Linked DNA regions of Callithrix jacchus: region 2 is linked to region 1. Evidence: chromatin contacts called from public Hi-C data. All regions are on one chromosome and are shown on one strand. The core of a region is the stretch at or near the end of the contact, and the rest is flanking DNA. Distances in the headings are between cores, read along the strand shown. Region 1 holds the start of FOXN3 (forkhead box N3). Region 2 overlaps LOC144577456.

Region 1 (3,964 bases), core at 898-3,397:
TTCCAGCTACTCGGGAGGCTGAGGTTGGAGGATCGCTTGAGCTCAGGAGTTCTGGGCTGTAGTGCGCTATGTTGATTGGGTGTCCGCACTAAGTTCGGCATCAATATGGTGCCCTCCCGGGAGCAGGGGACCACCAGGTTGCCTAAGGAGGGGTGAACCAGCCCAGGTTGGAAACAGAGCAGGTCAAAACTCCCGTGCTGATCAGTAGTGGGATCGCACCTGTGAATTGCCACTGCACTCCAGCCTGGGCAACATAGCGAGACCCTGTCTCTTAAAAAAAAAAAAAAGACATATTTCATGTGCACATCCCTTCTTTTTGAACTCTGAGAAAGCAGGAGAGACTGGGGCAGGTGAAAAATAAGGTGCCACCTCTACTTAATATAAAGCGATTTCTGGCTATTGTTTGAGTTTGGTTAAAGGACTGGGGGGAGGGGTGGTGTTGGGAGCTGGGGATGGAAGGGAAAGATGTAAGGGGGTGATTTCATTCTCTCCAGGCCAGCAAGGGCATGGACAAAGTTTTCTTGCCTTGGTTCCTCTGATGGAGAATAAGCACCCTCAACTGATGCCTGATGGAAGGTGGGACGTGCATTAGCCAGAGCCTCAGGAGAGCAGGGTACACATTGTCTCATCCTGGCTTTGTTACCACTTCTAACCCTGAGTGAGGATCTCTGGTGTGAAATTTCAGAGATTATCTGACTTGTCTCTGCCATCTAGGGCCTTTTTGCTTAGTGACTTTGGGTAGGTCACATCAAGTGCTCGGCAATCAAAGGGGTGGGGCTGGATGACCTCAGGCCATCCCTGGGCTTCCACCACCCACCTATCTCTGGATGGAAAGATGCCACAATACTTGGAAGTAGTAAGATCTCTGGTGAGTCTGAAAGGCCCATCCTTGCTGAAGACCTGCCACCTGCCATCTTGAACCTTTGGTAGGGGGAATGAATCTTAGATGGAGGGGCTTATTTTTTGAGATAGAAAAATTTTTCAGAAGACTAGCTGGTGTTTCCCTTCACCCCTCCTTTTGGCTAGGTTTAAAAGTACTGCATGCTAGACAGCTTTCACTCCAGGCCCACTGGCTGGTTTTTCTGCAGTTTTCATGTAGCTCACAATGTCCTGTCCACCGGCTCAGGAGTGGGTGGCAGGAAGGGCGCCCTGGGCTTTTCCTCTGTAGAGGAAACAACCAGTTTGGCTACCTGGGAGAGATGTGCAATCACATTTTTATTTTTGTCACCACCAGGGTGTCCTGTTGGACACTCTCCTCTCATCCTCTCCCAAGGCGGCTGGTTGGTGTGGCTTTAGCAGCGGGTGCTATTCTTTGGAGCTGCCAAGAGGCTTAGAGTGGTGGCTGCACCATTTCGCTGGGTGGCTTGCGGATTGTCAGTCTGGTTCCTGAGAGCTCAAATGAGATGGAAATGAGACCTGTTTTCGCTCTAGGCCGGCCGGGGCGTTCCGCACAACCCACTGGAGAGGCCCCACCGGCGTGGCCTTTAGGACGTGCCTCTTGCCCTGTAATGGCCATCCGCCCTCCTTCGGGAGACACGCGGCCACCTGGGTGGGACTCCGCGGTGCCTACCTCCAGGACACGAGGTGGGCGCTGGGAGAGGGCTCTGAAGGCCCTGGGGGTCCTACCAGGACGCAGCACTGGGGAGAAGTGGAATCTCCTCTTCTCACCCCCACAAGCCTCGCCCGCATCGTAATTCTTTTTATTTTTACTTTCGAGCCATGTAAGGCATGCAGATGGGGTAGGAGCGTTCCAGCGACACGTTGCCAGCAGCGCAGCGCCGGCCCGCCCGTGTGGCCGGAGCCCAGAGAGGGGAGAGGGCACGCGCCGCCCGCCCCACCTGCTCCGCCGCCCACGGTCGCGGCCGTCCCGGGTCGCGGGACCCGCGCCGGTCACCCCCGCCCCGCGGGGCCCAGCAGGCGAGGCCGCGCGGCTCGGTCCTGGCTGCGTCCAGGGGGTGCGGGGGGCGCGGGCAAGGGCCGCCCTGGCGGGTCCGTGCCCCGCGCCCCAGGCCGCTGGCGGCCAGGCCCACGTTTTCCCTCTCTCCGACTCCCTCCGCCCTCCGCTCCGTCCCTCCCTCCGCCCTCCTCCCTCCCCTCGCTTCCCCTCCTCCTGCCTGGTCATGTGTCGCCTTTTTTTGTTTGCAGTGGAAACAATTTCTCGCCGCTCGGCGCGCCCCGGCCCGACGCGCCGCGGCGGAGGCGAGCGGGAGGCGGGACGGGGCGGGGAGAGCGGCGGGGCCGGCGGGAGGACGCGCGGCGTGCCCGGCGGACGCCGCAGGTCCCATGCCGCGCCGCGACCCCCGCACCCCTGCCGCCCGTGCCCGCGGCCGCCCCCCGCCGCCCGCCGCCCCGGGCTCGCCGCGCCGCGCCCGCGCGTCCTTAGCGGGGCCACCGAGCGATGCCCGCCGGGCGCCCGCGAAAGTTTGTCGGCTCCCGCTGAAGGGCAGCGGCGCCCCCGCGCCCCCGCGCCCCGCTCCGGCCAGGTGAGTTTGCGCCCCGCTCCCGCCGGCTCCCGCGTGTGCTCCGGGGGACCCGGGGCGGAGGGCGCGTCCGAAACGGTGCTGGAGACTACCTCGCGGCTCTTGGAAGACGAGGGACCCCGCAGGTCCTGAGGGGAGGGCCGGGTGGGGGTCCCGAGAGCCCCCGAGCCGGGAAGTTGCCGGGTCGGAAGAGTTTCCTGCCTCGACGTGCCTGCTGCTTCCCGGTGCCTCGGTTTCCGAAAAGACGCCCGCAAGGAACAGAGTTGGTATTGTCTGCAGAGGACGGGGTCCCCGCCGTTCCGGGCCGGGGAGGGGGTGCCGATCAAGAGGAGACCCCAAGATGAGAAACAGGCTCCTAACAAAGATTCCCCCCCCGCCCCCAAACTGTGCAGACTTGGCACAGGCAACGAACGTCTCCGGAGACCCCCGAAGCCCGACCCCCCTCATCCCGGCCCTCTTGGAAACCCTCCTTGGGCCGTGGATAAGTTGGGGGACGGCGGGCTTTTATTGATTTGTTTTCGAGGCTCGCCGTGGTGCGGCCAATAAAAGGTTTATGACATCTGACCGGCAGTGAAGGTATGCGAGCTCCCAATTGCCTGTATACGCGGAGAAGAGCAGTTTTCCCCGTTGCCTGGCAACGCCGCTGATTGACACGGGGCGCAGCCAATCGCCGCTCCCGCAGGTCCCCTTGAAATGTTTTTGACAAGTACAGTAGACGAGAGTGAAGCGCGTGCGCGCGCGCGCGCGTCCTGAGAGTGGGGCGGGGGGTGACCCGGCCCCCTAAACTCGCGACTGCCCTGCTCCGCTCTGCGAGGATTTCGTAACTTTTAGAAGTTCGCATCGAACATCTGTTCAGAGCTGGGCCAGTAATGGCTTTGTCAGTTATTTGGAGACATTCTGATTACTAGGCGAGAAACTAAGCTTTCCTGCCGTATTTTCTCCTTAAAAAAAATAAAAAGGATAACAAAACACAGCAAGTCATAAAAAAAAACAAAAGTGTGTGTGTGTGTGTGTGTGTAGAGAAAAGTTGTAAGGAGGTCACCAGTGAATAACTATTTGCGTATCTGGTGGAGCAGCCTTGTTGGCAGCAGATTAAAAATGTTTGCTTAACTGCAACTCACATGATCCAGATTTTTTTCCCCTCTAAAACAGGAGGAAAAAAAGATTTGGCGAATTCTGTAGTTAGAGTATAATAATGGAAAACTCCTCAGCTGTGGTTTCTGCGAACTGTGTTTTTTTGTTTGTTTCTGTTTCTGTTTTTTTTTTTTTTTTTTTTTTTTAACATGGAACTGTAGTGATCAGCAGCTCTTCACACTGTTGCTATAAAATGCGGGATTTATAGGGATGCAGTGAGCAGTTGGAGGGCACAGGGACCCAGCACAAAGTGCGCACACGATCTAAGGGTGCTGAACTCCCATGACCCTCTCTTCTTGACAGTGCCATTTTTTTCTTCTAAAACCATATTGCTGGCAGTGTTTGTTTAA
Region 2 (3,964 bases), core at 560-3,059, 83 kb before region 1:
CTTGAACCCTGGAATGCACCACACCCCAGTGGGTAGACACAATGTGCCTTTCTAAATAAGGTGATCCAAAATAAAATGAATGTTGGAGCTTTCCATATATGCCCATGCATAGTCTGAGCAGTCCAGAGATGGGAAGGGAAATTTGTGTCTTCTATGGGAGTCGGTTTTTGGTTTTATTTTATTTTATTTTATTCTGTTGGAACAAGGTCTCACTTTGTGGCCCAGGCTAGAGTGCAGCGGTGCTCTCTCACCCCACTGCAACCTCAACCTCTGCTTCCTGGGCTCAAGTGATCCTTCTGCCTCAGTTTCGCAAGCAGCCCGACTAAAAGATCTCACTGTATTTTCCAGTCTGGGCTTAAATTCCTGGGCTCAAGCGTTCCTCTTGCCTCGGCCTCCCAAAGTGCTGAGATTATAGGTGCAAACCTTGGGAAACTTTTTAATGGTGGCTCATACTGAAGGCAGCTCCTTTCTCAGAGGACAAGCTCCTCTGCCCACTTGTACCCCCACTTCAGTGGAATGTTAAGACCTATCTTTGTGGGGGATGGGAGGGCAGACCCTGTCCCCATGCCCTGGCTTGCCTGGCATGTGGCCCATGTGTCCTGGGGCTTCTGCATATGATAGCTGTGTGATACCACCTGTGCTTGGTCCCCTAGGCCAAGGGGACCAAATAGCACTGGAAGGAGAGGGTTTATGTGACGTTCTGTTATTGTGTCTGAAGGACCTTGGAAAACTTGGATCAGTAACCTGGGACTCTGACCCTGGAGATCAAAAAGTTTCAGTGAACTACGTGGATGACCAGTTCTTTTGTTTTTTGGGCAGTGGTGGAGCAGGCCCTTCCAACAGTCAGCATGTTTGTGTATTTTTTTCATTATACAGAAGTATTTTCCAGTGTAGAAACAAACCAAAACAAAATACCCGTCTATGTCATGCTATTTTAACTCTTTCATAATAGTAGAAAAACATGTTAACCTAAGTGTAAAGCGCTAGGCCGAACTCGTCATTGGAATGTGAAATCTTGGCAGTACTTAGAGGAAACTCAATTGCTTGCTTTCAAAGGGCCAGGAAGTTGATTTAGAAAAAAATAAATTTGAGAGATTCCCAAATAGTGGCAAGGTGCAATGACTAAGAGAAAAATGAAGGTACAGACGGATCTTATTCCCAGTCGTAAATGGTGGTAAAATTGTCCAAATAAACCTCCCGAGGCAGAGCTCATTTGGAGTCTCTGTTGCCCGAGGACTTCTGCTGATTCCCAGAGACCACAGCATGAAAGGCTGGCAGCCAGGGCTCGCCACTTTGAGTTCCTTTCCAGCCTCTGGTCTCACTATGCCTTCTTTTCCTTGGGCCTCCTGTGCCCCTGTCCTTGAGTCCTGAATACTGTGCCCCAACCGCGCTTAGAAACATATAGGCCTTTGCTCTCACTGTTACCTCTGTCCAGATGCTTATAGTCCCGTCTTTACTTTGCAAGGCCCAGCTTAAATTCTGCTTCCTCTGTAAAACCTTACCGATCTCCCCCTTCCATTGAAATGATTTCTTCATCCTTCATGTTCACTTAACCATTTCCTTGTCAATGATTATAGCGCATATTTCATCATATTAAGATTAGCTGTGTATCTCCTTAACTAACATGTAAGTGTATTAAAGACAAGAGCCATGAATTTGTAGGATTTGCCATACCTAGAACAATACTGAAATGGAACTGTTGGATTTAGTTGAATTTTTAAAACCTTGTAAAGATATGCATTGTTGACCAGTCCTCAAATGCTCATGTTCTTTGCTCAAAAGGAGTTTGTTGGCTACTGAGATTCCTAAGGCTGTGTCTGCCACAGCAGCAAGCATCTGGACCCATTCAGCCACTTTCAGATGCTTCCAAACTTCCTGCTGTTTGGTATCGGCTAAGCACACGGAACAAACCAGGTGAATGGCTATCCTTTTCGTATTCATAGAATCATTAGATTTTAGAGCCGGAAGGGACCTCAGGGAACTAAATTCATATTATAGAGGAGAGAATTTTAAAACTGACTGTCAAGTGACTACTCCAAAGCCACAGAGTTCGTTATCGCCTCAGCTGTGTGGACTTAGCTTAGCTGGCAATAGCTCTACATGCTGCTGTCTGCGGAGCCTTCTTGGCATGGCCTTGGGTTCCGTTTAAGGCATCAGGGATCAGCTGGTGCTTTCTGCCCATGTCTGGCTTGCTTTCTATATGTAAACACCATCATCCGACAACCGTTAACCACTCTTGGCTAAACGCTGATATCACTGGGATAGAATTAAAAACAAAAGTGGACTGGGAGTTGAGCTCAGGGGAACCGGGAGCAAAGCTAACAATTCATTAGCCGTTGCTGAGGACACAGCAGCTGCTGAATTCAGTCAAGTTCAGACCCTTAAAAAGAGTGGAAAAAAGAAAGCACATGCCTCCAGCGCCTGGGCACTGCGTGCCGGGCCAGCTGGGCGCAGCACTGTGGCAAAAAGATCTCTTCATTTTCAGAAATCTGAGCCCCTGACCTTGCAGACAGGGAGGGAATGTGGCTGCAACTTGACTGCATTTGGCGTTACGTTTTACCTCTGCCTGCTCTTGTATCAGTCACAGCTCCTGTGTGAAGTCCTTGAGGATCTGAGGAAAGAACCAGCCCTCCAAGCTGACATAGGAGCGAGCTGTCTCGGGAAAGATGTGTGTGCGTGTGAGTGTGTTTGTGTGTAAAGGCTTGCATCTGAGGCTGACAGGCTTTTTAAGAGGAACTCTGGGTTTCTATGTAAATGTGTGCCTCTTCTTGCCCAGAGTTAGCCTGTTAAGGGAATAAAGCGCAATTCAGGTTTCCGAGTTGGAAGCCTGATTAATCTCTCTGCCAGTTACATATGGAAATAAATTAGTAAATGGTCCATCTGGGACTAAACTACTGCAGAGATGATAAATTATTGCCATCGTATATGTCGGTGTTGCTGAAGACTGAGTTGTGCTCACCAGGAGCTGCTAAAAGATAACTGGATGCTCTGTCGTGGTTAGAGGAACAAAAAAAATTTTTTTTTAATTACAAGTAAAAGATTTACCTTGAAATGCTTCTTGGGAGAATGGTTAGGCTGATGCCAAGTTTGCTCCTCAGAACTGCTGTATCTGCAAATATTTAAAAGGAGAATCTCAAGGGCATCAGAAACACATTGCTTTTATATTTTCAAAGGCCAGTAGGATAACCAGTGTTAATTAGTAGCCAGATGCCTAGATGAGGAAGATAATTCGGTACCTCTGGATGGTACAGCACTTTATAATTTTCACAGCAACTTCATTTCTGTTTTCTTATTTAAATTTCCAAGAAGGTGGGGTAGGTCAGTGCCTCTTTTTCTTGACAGATGAAAAACTGAGGTTGAAGGAGTTTAGTGCCTTGTCCATAATGACTCAGAAAGGAATGGCAAAGCTGGCATGGGTAAGCAGAGACTGCCAGTTCTGAATTCAGCTTCATTTCAATCCGAGCCTTGGGGTGACATGAAAACTATTTTCAGTACCCCCTTCTTCACCTATCAACATCAGGAAATAAAACCTTCTATTTCTGTCCATTTTCTAGGTGCAAAGCCATACTAACTTGATCATGAAAGGTATTTTTTCCTCTAATTGGAGATGTTGAGTATTAATTTAACTTTTTCGGTGAATAAGTCATACCCCTCTCAACCTGAGTGACAGTATTTTTTTTTTAAAAGCTAAAACCAGAGTTGTCCTCAGGGGCTGTCGAGGGTGGTAACATTTTGCCCCTTTGCAGAATGGCCCGAGGCGACTGTAACTTCCAGATTCTTGTACCTGCTTTAAAATTGTGTGTGTGTTTTTCCTCCTGGACAAACCCTCTGCTCTTAATCCTTGAAGCAGTTGAGGTTCTTCCCTCTGGAAAATGCACTGCCAAAAGTACAGAAAAGTAAACTGGATGTGGATTTTTTTTTTTTTTTTTTTTTTTGAGATGGGGCAGTGGCACGATCCTGGCTC

What was found. A called contact is a pair of places that touch in the nucleus more often than the background predicts.
Region 2: a Hi-C map of skeletal muscle shows a contact between it and region 1, with 2.5 times the contacts expected there. The contact joins the enhancer-like site here to the promoter of FOXN3 in region 1. A contact is called at or near these places in 2 of 3 Hi-C or Micro-C datasets (both in skeletal muscle).

What each region holds. Positions count from the first base shown.
Region 1 is chr8:124,296,473-124,300,436 of calJac240_pri, reverse strand. It overlaps FOXN3 (forkhead box N3), which reads left to right and starts at 2,147. Exons shown (of 7, transcript XM_078335590.1): 1 at 2,147-2,483.
Region 2 is chr8:124,378,751-124,382,714 of calJac240_pri, reverse strand. The region is part of intron 1 of LOC144577456; the gene reads left to right. Among named protein-coding and RNA genes, the nearest start is that of FOXN3, 82 kb to the right of the region's middle. Within about 2 kb of position 1,809, at least 8 of the 16 cell types and tissues checked have an H3K27ac peak or open chromatin away from gene starts, as enhancers often do. A contact at or near this core is called in skeletal muscle, where this site is marked.